Linked DNA regions of Hordeum vulgare: region 1 is linked to region 2. Evidence: chromatin contacts called from public HiChIP or PLAC-seq data. All regions are on one chromosome and are shown on one strand. Each heading gives the region's core, a stretch centred on a gene start, on an enhancer-like site or on the middle of the called end of the contact. The rest is flanking DNA. Distances are from core to core; before and after follow the strand shown. Region 1 holds the start of LOC123415535 (U-box domain-containing protein 27-like). Region 2 holds the start of LOC123415519 (dof zinc finger protein 4-like).

Evidence for each region. HiChIP or PLAC-seq counts read pairs in DNA pulled down with a chosen protein or histone mark.
Region 1: an H3K4me3 HiChIP or PLAC-seq map of embryo shows a contact between it and region 2, with 7 times the contacts expected there. The contact joins the promoter of LOC123415535 here to the promoter of LOC123415519 in region 2. A contact is called at or near these places in 1 of 6 Hi-C or Micro-C datasets (seedling) and 1 of 1 datasets of contacts at active chromatin or transcription factors (embryo).

The regions. Positions count from the first base shown.
Region 1 is chr1H:471,433,095-471,440,110 of MorexV3_pseudomolecules_assembly, forward strand. It overlaps LOC123415535 (U-box domain-containing protein 27-like), which reads right to left and starts at 5,508. Exons shown (of 1, transcript XM_045106742.1): 1 at 3,490-5,508. The coding sequence starts at 5,136. The coding sequence ends at 3,775.
Region 2 is chr1H:471,014,975-471,021,489 of MorexV3_pseudomolecules_assembly, forward strand. LOC123415519 (dof zinc finger protein 4-like) reads right to left here and starts at 5,165. Exons shown (of 1, transcript XM_045106741.1): 1 at 3,885-5,165. The coding sequence starts at 5,066. The coding sequence ends at 4,131. LOC123446297 (protein LEAD-SENSITIVE 1) reads left to right here. Exons shown (of 3, transcript XM_045122973.1): 3 at 75-1,016. The coding sequence ends at 808.

The DNA of each region.
Region 1 (7,016 bases), core at 4,258-6,757, 420 kb after region 2:
ATGTTATAGTAGGGGATTCTAATGGGTAGTGGAAGAGTGAACCATTGTATAGAGAGAGAGGCAGGTGATGCAGATGTTAAGGAAGATGGTGTAGTTGGTCGAGACGATCATGGTGATCATGGTTTCCCTGGCGGCACTCTAGCGCCACCAAAAGATAGGGACGAAGAGCCCTCCTCCTCGTTATTGTTCTTCCTTTGTCTCTCCCCTTGATGGGGTGAGGTTTTCCCCACTCGTCCTTGGCCTCTATGATCCCCAAAGGGTGAAACCACCTCTAAGATTGGATCTCATCTCTCTTTGTTTCTCTATATTTCCGTTACTTTTCTGGGGAAGATCACCGCTTCTTTTGTAACAAAGTCTGTAACTCCAATCGACCGAAATTTTAGGGTTTATTATTATTCTTTTTGTAGCTTTCTTTTGGTAAAAGTAGAGCCCTAGTGACTTAAGGAACCTTCATATGGGCCCATGGTGCTCCCTTATGGGGCCGCGCAGGCAACTGATAGCTCCCCTTGGCCTCATATTTTGAATGACAAAGTCTATTAGGTTAAAAGTATTTCTAGGATTTTTTTTCCAATTTTTTCTGGTTCTTTAATTTTATCATCAAAAAACCAAAAACACTAGAAAATAGGAATTGGCCTTTGTCCCTCAAATAATGGGTTAGTCCAAACAAAGTGATATAAATTGATGCCAAAAGTATATAACAATAATATAAATATAGCATGAAACAACAAAATTAAAGACGCATTGGATACCTATCACTGGCCCCGCAAGTGCTTTGCTTGAATGAGCTACAACCATAAAGCCCCTTCCTCTCTAATGATTCGCCATATCCAGTGCATCATAAGGGCCACATATTTGCGATGTGACGCTAGAATGCATGTCCCTCCCAAGTCTTTTGGGAGGCATTTGTCGACCCACTTTGCCATACGGTAGTTTTGTCGACCATCCATCGTCTGCCAGAAGAAGCAGAAGAGGTATTTATCAAAAAAGCTATGTACCCATTTATGTAGGATATACCAACCATAATATACATGGGGCGACTAGAGAGGTTGTAATCTGTAAGGATGGTCTTACTCCCTTTGGATGTAAAATGAATACACCAAGGTTCCTCTCTAGACTTGTCCCGCCCCATAAGTGGGTCAAACTCGCTCAATAGAACCCTCAAGTCAAACACCGTCATCCCTAAGTATAAAATAGGGAAGGGGAACAACCTGCAATTCACGTTGTTTGGTATTCCATGTTACTCGGCCTCGGGGTAGACTAAAACCACTACCTCACTCTTGCCGATGTTCATCTTAAGACCATACATGACCTCAAAATAGTGGAGAAATTTGAGATTGATGATGTCAAGATACGAGCCCTACCATAATCATGGTATGATCTACATACTGAAGGTGTGTGACACCACCCCTAGGGATAAGATGCCCAACCACCGAGAGATGTCCGGACAACCTAGCTTTGTACAGGATGCCCGCAAGGGCATCGACCGTGAGGTTAAAGAGAAGTGGGGAGATAGTATCCCCTAGTATAACCCACATGACGACCTAAAAGAAGAGTCCCACCTCACCATTAATATTGATCGTCCTACTTCCACTCTGAACCAACTGCTTGATTGAGGAGCACAAATGATCATCAAACTCCCTTCACTCCAACACCAAACGGGGGAAGGACCCATGAAGGCGATCATAAACCTTTTGGAAGTCTAGATTAAGTAAGACACCCTTGTGGTGCGACTCCTAAGAGCATCTCCAACAATTCTCGTGTCTTTGTAATAACTGTAAGAGATGGTTAAGGACCTCAGAAGATAGAAGAGACTGCAGGCCCATATTTTCGGAATACTTCTACAAGGAATGCTCATTGAATGAGCATTCTACATATTATGCCTTGAACGGGACTCGAACCTCCACGCTCTTCAACACAAGATTTTTAGTCTTGCATGTCTACCATTTCACCATCTTTAAAGTGAATTGTGTTCCATGAATATGATATCTATCTAATGTGATATATGGAATATATGACAAAGGTCGAGTCTTGGAGTATTTTACGAGAAGTTAGGGCAAAACCCTCTCCAACAGTTCCCTTAAAGTGACCTTAACTTTACATGGTACAAAAAAAATAGACATCCCCGCAAGTTTGCTAGAAAACAACCATATCGTAAAATTTTGGCTGGCAGAAATTTCAGCAATTACCACGTGTGACACACACACACACACACACACACACACACACACACACACACACACACACAGCTGCCAGATACCGTGCTATCATCGGCCTGGCGGCTACCGTCGCTGCAAGAGTGTGCTATCATCGGCCTGGCGGCTACCGTCGCTGCAAGAGTGTGCTATCATCGGCCTGGCGGCTACCGTCGCTGCAAGAGTGCGAATACGACTGTTGTCGCTAGCGAGTGCGCCGCAACCGACTGAAGCCACGTCCCAGGTGCACAACCACCGATCGCCGGGTCCGCCACCGCCCCTTGCCGCACGTCTCCTCCTCCCCTACATCGCCTCATCCCCTCTGTGGCCTCCTTTGCTACCCTGCTATAGCCTCCATCTCGAAGCCCTAGCTCAAAAAACCGACGCAACAAAGGTATCCGGAGAATTGTTTCACCCAAAAAGAAAATATGCTTCAAAGAGTTTTATGACAATGTGTTTGGCCACATTTTTTCTTTTGGATTATAGATGAAAGTCTTTGTTTAATCTTTTTTCGAAAACTCATCTTCAGATGAGGATGAAGAAATCGATCTTCAAATGCATCAACGTGTAGAAGACCGCACTGGTCTTTAACAACTCCGTGATGATCAAGTTGAGCATTTATAGGCGCATTATGGTCAATAATCTTTATAGTGTGTTCTATTTGCAATGTTTTGATCGATCGGCTATGTTTGAATTGGAATGTCGTACTAAATTTTATATGGTTTAGCTCTGAAATTATTATCAAGTACTCTTTCTGTAAACTAATATAAGAGTGTTTAGATTACAAAAGTAGTAATCTAAACGCTCTTGTATTAATTTGCGAATGGAGTATCGATGTACTGTTGGAGTATCATTGTTTCAATTATTATGATGATGCAAATCAACCTGTGATTGGATGGTTAGAGAGACTATGGTATCCCCAACCCTCCAGTGTTCAAGTCTTGATGCTTGCATTATCTGAGTCTCTCGGAGATGCTCAATGCTCGGGTAAGGTATGCGTGTATGCGTTTATAAAGGTGAGTGTATGCGTGTGTATATGAGCACTTACATATGTACTATGTTCCAAAAAATATTGTGTCGATATTAAACATATGCATGTGTCATTTGTATTTATGTTTAACAGAAGATATGACGAGAAACTCAGGTAACTGACAAAAGTTGCTCCAAAACCTCCCCTTAATTTTACGGAACTGATGGAGATTTGGAGTTGCTCTAGCCGCGCTGTGTGTTGATCTGTCAACAGACTGAAAACTAACAAACCCACTACAAAAGGCATCTAAAATAAGCACACCACCAATTCAGAAGAGAACAAGAGGTAGCCATCCACTTCACTACGCGTCCAAATTACAGTCAAGTGTACATACAGATACAGGTAAATGCTGCCTATCTTGACCTTTGCAAACAAAAATAGTTATATCCTGTCCACTTTGACTTGGTTACGCGCAACAAAATATGTCGTTGTTATTTCAATTTGCACAGCGATTTCACCAATGGAAGCAACACAATTTGCGCAGCGATTTCACCAAGCGGGTTAGCTCGACAAATTTACTTGCTAGGAAGGAAGTGTACGAGGCCTTCTTCTTCAGTAAGGCATGACATGGATGGTGCGGCTGTCGTAGGAGGAGGAGACCATGCCCTTCCTTTCCTGCTCCATCCTCACTGCTCTCAGCAGCTCGCCGGCCATCCTCGACGTCGCCGGAGAGCAGTCCCCTTGCATCACCACCAGCAGCTTCCCCACCGCTTCCGGCGCGGCTGCTAGCGCTTCCCTCATCTTCCGCTCGCCGCCCCCCGCGCAGCAGGACAGCCACAGCAGCGCCACCGCGGCCTCGCGTCCCATTTGCCCGACCCGTATCATCCTGCCCATCACGGCTGCCGCCACCTCCGCGGCGTCCTCGGCGATCGCTGCTTTACCATCGCTGCAGCGGGCCGCCTCTACTAATAAAATCAGCGCGGACTCCGCCGCGGCCGTGGGCGCGGCCGCCACGGCCAGCGCGAGCGCGGGGACGGCGCCGGCTCGGACCATCGACGCTCGGGCGGGCCGCCCGCGTACCTGAACGGCCGCGGCCATGCACAGGATGGCTGCCGGCGACGCAGCCTCCTTGAGGATCCTCACCAGATCCGGGAACAGCTCCGACCTGTCGGCAATTGCGGTCTTGACGTCGGCGTCCGGCACGGGCGACGTCAGGATCGACTCGAGAACCACGACGCCGGTGGGACCTGCGGCGAGCAGCGTCGTCACGATGCGACCCAGATCGCTGGCCACGAGCACGGTGATGACGGCTTTCTTGGCATCTTCGCTGACTCCGCCCGCGGACAAGACGGCAGCCAAGGCCTCCACGGCCATCTTGACCCGTCCACGCTTCTCCGTGCCGTCCACGGTTAGGTAAGAGGCAATCTCCGGCGCCACAGTGGCCAGGATCCTCACCGCGTCGACGCGCGCGTCGGTGCCGGCGCCTCCCTTGGCGAAGGAGAGGAGCGCCGGCACGGTGGAATCGAGATCAGCGGCGACGGCAGACGCGACGGAGGCCTGCTTCCCTTTCTCGGGCGCAATCTTGGCGGCGAGCGAGCGCACGGCCTTCTCCGCCGCGGCGGGCTCACCGTGCGAGGCAGCGAGCTGCGAGAGCGCCTCCTCTGGCGAGGGCGAGGGCGGCAGCGTGGCGGCGTGCAGATGGATGAGGCGGCGGAGGAGCAGGTTAGGCACCAGGTCGGTGGACGCCAGCGGCAGCCGCGTGGCAGGGCACGTGCGGTGGCCGGAGTCGAGCCAGCGCTGTATGGACGCCCGGTCGTAGGTCGCGCCGGTGGGGAGGCTCACCGGCGACCGCATCACCTCCAGCGAGATCGGGCACCGGAACGCGGCCGGCGTCGTGGGAGACGCGGCCATCACGAGCGGCTCCGGCGGGCGGATCCGCCGCCTCGCCTGCTGTCCGGCGACGACCGCATCCATGGCGATTGGCGGAGCGAGGATTGCTGAGCTGTTGGGGACAGCGGGGGGGAGTGCGAGCCGAGGCCTTAAGAACGCGAGTGGGGGATGATGTCAGCGGGTCAACGGTCAAAGTCAAGTGGGTGGGAATGGTGGTGTTGACGTTTTTGCTCTCGATAAGGATGGCCATCGCCCATTGGGTATAGCAGCCTCGTGCCATCACCAATGGAACAAGCATGGAGGATTGCAAGGATGGGGACGAAGATGCCAATATATTTCTAATTTTTTTGCGGGACCTGCTTCGAACTTTGTTCATTTATTAGAGTGTGGAGACTATTGAGACTTGGCTGGTGACTTGGCTGGATCGAGAGCCATGCTCCTTCATCCAATTTTTATTTATTTTTTTGGAAAAATCAACAGAAGAAAATGACTCTTTGTGTGAATATCAAACTTTCTCAAACGCTTGAGTGCCAAATATTAGGACCTCATACTTCCTGTGAATATCAAACTTTCTCACACGCTTGAGTGCCAAATATTAGGACCTCATACTTCCTGTGAATATCAAACTTTCTCACACGCTTGAGTGCGCCGGGTGTGTGCAAAATTTTATTGGTAAACGACATTTAAGGAACTCGTAGCAAAAAGGGCAACATAAACATCGAATAATGTGTTTTTAAAACTTTTTCACATGCCTGTTCTTTTTTGTGTGAGAGCTAATCAAATGTACAAACATCAGCAATTTGGGCATGGGCTTCATATATTGAAGCATGGTACATTTCTGAACAAGAAATCATTTTTCATTTAATTTTTTTACTGTTCATACACAAGAGCATCTGAATTCGGGAGCCAAATAGTCGCGTCCATAGACATATCTACAATAGATATACCATAATATAAATACAATCATTTACTAGTCACTATGTAGACCTACATGAAGACAATAAAATTTCAGTGTATATAACTTCCTCAAATTCTCAAATGATACAATTAAAATACAATTATATATATAATATCATTCAGAAAAATACTATTGTTACATTGAACTGAATACCTTCATTACCAAGTTTTAATGCTGACATGAATATGATAATCACAAAAAATTGAAAGATACTACTCAAGTACTTGCAAAATAATAAAGCTCGTTTAAGATTTTTCGTAGCTGCAACAAGATACAAAAGTTTCCCTTTATTGTGATCCAGTTTCAACATATGTCAGAACATTTGTAATCGGGAAATCTGAATTATGTATTGCAAAACAAGATTATTTCATTGTGTGGATGCTTGTATATATAATTTCAGTTTCACTCGTACAAATTTTAATAACTATGTTAGGTTGTGTGTACTTTGTACTTAACATGTTCGTTATTTATTTGAGTAATGCTCATTGTGATGTTTAAGTATGAACTATCCAGATTAATTTCACTAATACCAACTACAAACTTACAATGCCTATGCTAGGTTGTTGTTAACACTACTAGAGAAAACATTATACACACAAGCTTACGAGTAGCGTTTTTTAAAAGGAGGCGTTACTGCTACTTAGCAGGAGCGCGTGTACAAAAACAACGCTATTAATAAACTCATATCAGTAGCGTGGTAGTATAATACGTGCTACTACTATAATTACCACACCATTCCCGACAGGCTAGGTATAGTAGTAGCGCCCTACCTAAACCAGCGTTGCTACTATTCTACTTAGTTGTAGCGCTTCGCGCCAACCCGCGTTGTTGCTATGCCCACCTTATCCACCCCGTGCGCTCCCTCTCTCTTCCTCACTCCCGTCCCCTCAGTCCCCCGCCGCTGTCGCTCCCTCTCTGCCCCCCGCCGCTCACCGCCGCCATCGCCTATCCCTCCTCCCTCTGTCGTCGTCACCTTCCCCTCCTCCCTGGACTCGGTAATCCCCCC
Region 2 (6,515 bases), core at 3,915-6,414:
TGTATTTGTCAGAACAGTAATAGGTGCTTCACTCTTGTAGCTTTCTGTATATATAACTGTAATCTTCTCTGCAGGAATATACGTGGGCGATGATAAGGTGATTCATTTTACCCGAGGAAGGGACCAAGAGGTCGGAACAGGAACGGTCATTGATTTTCTTCTTGTGAGTTCGGGCCCTAATAGGAGCAGCACACCATGCTTGGTATGCAGCAGCGATGAAGTTACCGCCGCCACGGAGACAAATGGTGTGACTTCCTCTTGCCTCAGCTGTTTCCTGTCAGGGGGTGCTCTCTACCGTTTCGAGTATGATGTCAACCCAGCACTTTTCCTTGCCAAAGTACGAGGAGGGACCTGCACGCTTGCGGCCACTGATTCCGACGAGGTGGTTGTCCGACGTGCCAAGTACTTGTTGAGCAATGGTTTCAGGTGCTACAGCCTCTTCAAGAACAACTGTGAGGACTTTGCGATATACTGCAAGACTGGTCTGCTTGTGGCCGAGGGTAACGTCGGGCTCGGGCAGAGTGGGCAGGCTGTCTCCATCATTGGCGGTCCTCTTGCTGCTGTGGTTTCGACGCCTTTCCGCCTAGTAACCACGAACATCTACGGAATGGCAGTGATGGCTGTCGGGGTGTACTGTGTTAGCAGGTATGCAGGTGACATTGGCAACCGCCGAGACGTGCTGAAGGTAGAGGTGGAGGAGCTGACGGCCGGGCTCGCAAGCGGACGGATTCGTGCGGCGAACATCACTCAGCTGGCAACTCCGGGACAAGTCCAGGCTCCGGCGGTGACCACACTCGTTGCTGCTTAGAATGCAGCACCGATGTTGTAAAATATGGAGATGTATACATCACCATCACCATTGCTATATTTACCACCTGTTCAAACCTTCTAAAACTGTGCCGAGATTGAACTTCCCGTTCAGCAATGGCTGTGGGACGAGTGTTGTATCTGCCACCAACGTGTCTGGTTTGTCTAGTATTGTATGAAGATTGAAGACTGCTGCGTGTTTGCTCCAATTTGTACCAAGATTTCTGCTTTCTGTCCATTTCTGGCATGTCTTACGTAGACGTTTACATATTGCAGAAAATATCACCTGAGGCACTTGGGACTGCAGATAGCTTTCGTTCTGAACACGACAAAACCTGAATGGCTGAACCTGTGCTCGTATAACAGTAAACTGAAAACAGCACACCGTCTTGTTAGTCTCCTCATCTTCAACGATCTGCAAATGTTATTCAACGAAAGGTATAATCGGACAAATCAGTGAACACTTGCTTGTAAATGTTACTAAACAAATGGTGTAATCACACAAATCAAGTGAACACTTCCGAACCTTTTCGGGAACAAACTACTTGTTGAAGTTGCATACACTCCATAATGCTCTAATTTTTTTGCTGTTGATATAATGCTCTATTTAGGATCTGTTGGGCCACAACTCCGCTCTAGGAGCGGGAGGAGCGGCGCCAAACGCTCTAGCTCCGCAGAGTCCGAAGCGCGGAGCGGAGCTGGCTGCGGTTCAATTTTTTGGAGCGGCTGAAACTGAACTCCGCAGATCCTGGAAAAGAAAGAGTTCGTGGAAATTACGGCAACTTGCCACCGATAAGTGAAACTCGTACCGGTTCGTGCGATATGTCTCTCTCTCGCTCGTACGATTTTTTTGCTCCATAATTTTTCTTGGGTCAGCTTATCTATACGAAAATCCCAATCAGCGATGGAAGCCAGAGTTTGGCTGCCGAACACGTTTGACTAATCGGGAAAGCTCAGACGGAGTGGGAATCAGCGAGTGGAGCGCGGATTTAAAGATTTGGGGGAGCTAGGCTATTGCCGAACAGCTCTTAGAGCAAGTACAATAAGGTACAGTTAGTAGGCTGTAAGATTAAAATACTATATCTTTGCTGAGTTGGATTAGAGAGAAGAGGAGAGAGAAGGGAAGCGGGCTCTTCGTGAAGAGCCAGCTCTAGCACATGCTCCTAGGTGCTTTGTAAGAATGAAAGGTGGGCCATATATAATAAAAGTAGTACTTTTATAGCTAACTATTGTACAAGTTAGCTATAAGATGGGCTATAAGACTTCGTATAGCCAGCAGTTGGCTATACTATTAACCATGCTCTTAGTTACACTTGCACCTAAAAGTTGATGAACATTTACTCAATATAAACATCTACCCCCCCTCTCTAAAGAAATATAAAAATGTTTAGATACTTATCTAAAATGCTTTTATATTTCTTTACGGAGGGAGTATAACTTATTTGGTAGATTTGTATTCTGCGTAGGCGTTGTTAAGAAAATCTGCATTCTAACCAGCCTGAAGTACGTGATTGCATATATAGTGTATATGTATGTATATGAAGTAACTGAGTTTATAAAATGCAGAATGGAGAAGCCGAATTTGAAACGATCAAAATTCATATTCTTACGTTTCAATTTTTTAGAGACATAACGTACAAGTGTGTGATTTTTCAGAACAAAATATATTAAAATGAGTGCTACAAAAAAAAAACAATTCTGCGGCTTTTTAGTACATGCACTATTCATCTTCAAAGTCCATGATTTTTTTTACAAAGCTCACATTTCAAGGAATTCCTTTCTACAGTTTTACACAAATACACGTCACATCCATGTACAATTTTTTCAGATTATTTTGAAACTGAGAAGTTTGAATTTTCAAAAAAAATAAATATATCAAAATTCTTGACCTCTATGGTGGCCGAGCTCCAAATCGCCCTACTCATGAATTTACCCCTTTTGTTGTTTAGAGGAGACAGACGTAACTGATCAAATTTTGTACTCCCATTTCTAGATTGTGGGCCAATTAATTATGTGGATCAGATAAAAGCCCACCTGCACTGGAGCCCTGGATTGCAAGATTGGGCAAATTATTGTCTGAATTGGATTGAAGCCCATGTCCATGTGAATGCAAAAAAAAAACATTGATCAATAGTCCTTTTTTTTAGAACATCATTAGTCCTTTTTTAGGGAACATTGATCAATAGTCAATACAGTTACAAAATCAATTTTTCTGACGCCCTTTTTACTTGGTTTTCTTTCTTGCAGACACAGTCCGAACTCTGCTTCTATAGGGTGATCACAGGGCTTTACAGGGATCAGCCAGAGCTAGGGATGCAAATTGGGCGTACTGGCCGACGATAGAACAGCATAAATAAGGTGTAATTCTGAAGCATGTGCTGAATTGATTAAACGCTAATTTATAAGTTCCGCCAGAGCACCACTCCACAGTAATAATACGAACAATTCTGTTCTGGAGTTCTTTTGGAGGGCGTATGTGCGTGCAGGGTGCGGCTGGTTTGTGATTTCCCTTGGTTGTTACTCTTGTTTCTTCTTGTCCTTAGATAGAAATAACCGTGGCCACGTTGGTAATTTGTTGAAGAGGATGAATAAAATTCTTCACCCCCGCAAAATAAATAAATGTTGAAGAGGATGGTGAACGCTTGAGCTCGAGCCGGCAATGATGGGATCCATACAGCACCCTCCCACCGCCCTAGCCGCGAAATGGATCTCGGAGCTGCCTGTCCTGTTGTAGCAACAATAATTGAGGCGTGCAGGCATGGTAAATCCTCTATAACTAGCTAGGGCCAAATGTCACCTTTCAAGCGACTAGTGGAAGCTGTTTCATATTGTTAGCTACGTCCACGCCGCACCACAGGGCATGTCGTTGGAATCCCAGTGCACCATTCATTCACCAGCATGGCATGGCACCATCAGCATCAGCATGTGTACATCGTCCACACCCAGCTCAGGGCTCAGGCAGTGCATACAAGAACAAGGGGAAGAACATTGATTTTTTTTTTTTTTTTTTTTTTGCGAATCTGGAAGAACATTGATTGATCGTACTAGGAAGGAGTGAGCATGTAGCTCAGAAAAGGAAAACCCAGCTGTTAATAGTAAGTATATTGCCAATAATAATATCAACATTATTAATATTACATTACATCCTTTTTTTTTTTATCCAACTTGTATATATATATACTCCTTGACCGTGAAGAACACATCATATAAGTTACTTCTGAACAAGGGTAAAATAAGGGGGAGGAAATTCGAAAGAAGAGACGTGGAATCAATCACAAGAGCGGCATGCATGCAGCGGCGATGGAACAAGCTGGAAAATGAGCTCAACATCGATCAAAGCCTGCAGAGAGAGCAGCTTCCAGCCCTTGGCAGCCCATCACCTTGCTCCACACATCGTAGCCGCCGGCGACGCCTTCGTGGAGGCTCATGGCGTCCTCCTCGGGAAGCGAATTGAACGGCTCGTACTTGGCCTCCTGGCCCCACGCCGACGGGAGCATCAGATCGCCGCCGTCCGCTGGCAACCCCAGCGAGTCGTAGCAGCTCTGGTCTACGCCGAAGTTCAACTCGCCAAGCGCCTGCGCGCGCGCGTCGCCGCACTCGAGCATGGTCGTTTCGCCGGGCTCCGTGCTGCTCGGCGCCCCGCAAATTTCGCCGAAACCGTGTTGGCCCGGGCTGGATAGGGCCGGCGGGCTCATCTCCGTGCTTGACCCACTCGAGGGGTCGGCCGATTCCGGCCCGACGGCGCGCTGCTCGGCGTGCGACTGATGGCTCAAGAACTTGGAGTAGAGCACTGCCAGATCGATCGTCGAGCCCTCGGCGGCTTCGGTGGGCTTGTCGGCCGACGCCGGCTGGCCGAGCTCGGCCGGGTTGCCGACCATGCCTTCTAGGAGCAGGTCGGGCCGGACCGGGCCGTGGAACTGGTGAGAGAACGCTGCTGCGCCGTGGTTCTCGGAGGCCGTGTCGGCCAAGGGCCGCACCGGCTTGCCCCGCCGGTTCTTGCGGCAGCCGCCGCCGACGGGCACGTTCCGGAGGGATCCGCCCTTGGTCCAATACCGGCGGCAACCCTTGCAGAAGTAGCGCGGCTGGCTGAGGCTGTAGTTGTTGTAGTAGCAGAACTTGGTGTTGGGCGAGTCGCAGCGAGGGCAGTTGGGCGCCACCTCGACGTTCGGCCGGTACCGCCGGGGGTCGACCAGCATGGCGCGCCGTCCGGCGGCGGCGGCGGCGTAAGCCAGCATGCTCTCGCAGTGGGAAGACAGCATGGCGACGATGGATATGGATCGCAGATCGAGGAGGAGATCCGCAAGCAGGAGAGCTGGGGGAATGTAGGAATGCGGTGATGTGAGAGGATTTGGAAGCTTGCAGATGCGAGAGGAGGGGGGTGGAGGGAGGCGTATTATATATACGTGGGAGAGCGGCCGAAGCCAGGACGAGATTTTTTCTTCGGTTGGTAGGCCATGGTGCATGTGCATGTGATTGTGAGTTTGCGCTGGTAATTAGAGGGTGTTTGTTTTCATGGATTATTTGTTTAGACACTTAAAAAAGTCTTAATAAATTCCATCTAAACCAAACAGGAGGGACTTATAAGGACTTTGATCATTTGAGACTTATCAAAAAAGATTCTCAGGAGAAACTTATTGGGACTTATCGATCGGCCCGCACCTACCCCGCATCGCCCCGCACCTACCCTGCCTCGCTCGTTCCCCGCCTCCTCGCCTTGCTCCTTCCCCGCCTCGCTCCAATCGCCGCCGCCGCCGGCACCCTCAACCGCTGCCGCCATGGCCGATGATGAGGAGGACCAGATCCCCTTCTTCTCTCAGTTCCCCTCGCATCAACAGGCAACCCAAGGCTCATCCGCCGGCAGAAATCTCGGGAGGGGAATGGGTTTCTTGGATCTCAACAGCAACGTCGACGCCTTCCTGGAGTTGGGCTCGTACCAGCAACTCCACATTGACCAGTCGGCGGTCATGGCCTTCCTCCGGTTGGACCTGGTCGTGGGAGGCCCGTGCCCCAGGGCGGAGGAGGCCGCAGCCGGTCTCTGAACATCGGAGGCCGAGCCGGCTCTCACCTGCGTCCGTTCGTCGCCCCGGGCGCAGCTGCCGTTGAGGGAGGTGTCATAGGGCGTGGGAGGACCGTGTCCCAGGTCACCGGACGCGGCGTAGGTCGAGCCAATGGGTCTTCATCGGCCGACAGTAGAGGAAAAACTACGGGGAAGCAACGTGTGTCGTCAACTGCTGCGTCTTCAGAAGATGTCGACGGGAATGAAGGCTTTGAAGATGAAGATGACAACAATGCTTTTGTATGAACAAGGGTTATGTGAACAAGTGTTTTATTATTAGGGATAACATGGACTTATAAGTCCCTGTAAACAAACAGGTAGGGACTCGGGACTTATAAGTTAAGACTTAAAAAAATCCTATGATTTATTAAACAAACAAGACCTTACACTAGTTAGTTAATGTCCAGTTTCCTCGATCAGCTCAAGTTTTTCTAGCAGTGTTGCTAGTACAATCTTAGTGACTTTGTTATGTCTCCGTCCATGTCATAACCGTGAGATCTTACATGGAGATTCATGTAAAATGTTAGCTTTTTAATATGATATCATTTGACCTAGACTTGATTAAGTTTTAGTGGACTGTCAATGTCCTGAGGCTCATGGGAATTGAATCGTATGTTCTAAAATAATCCACACAATTTAATTATAGAATCTT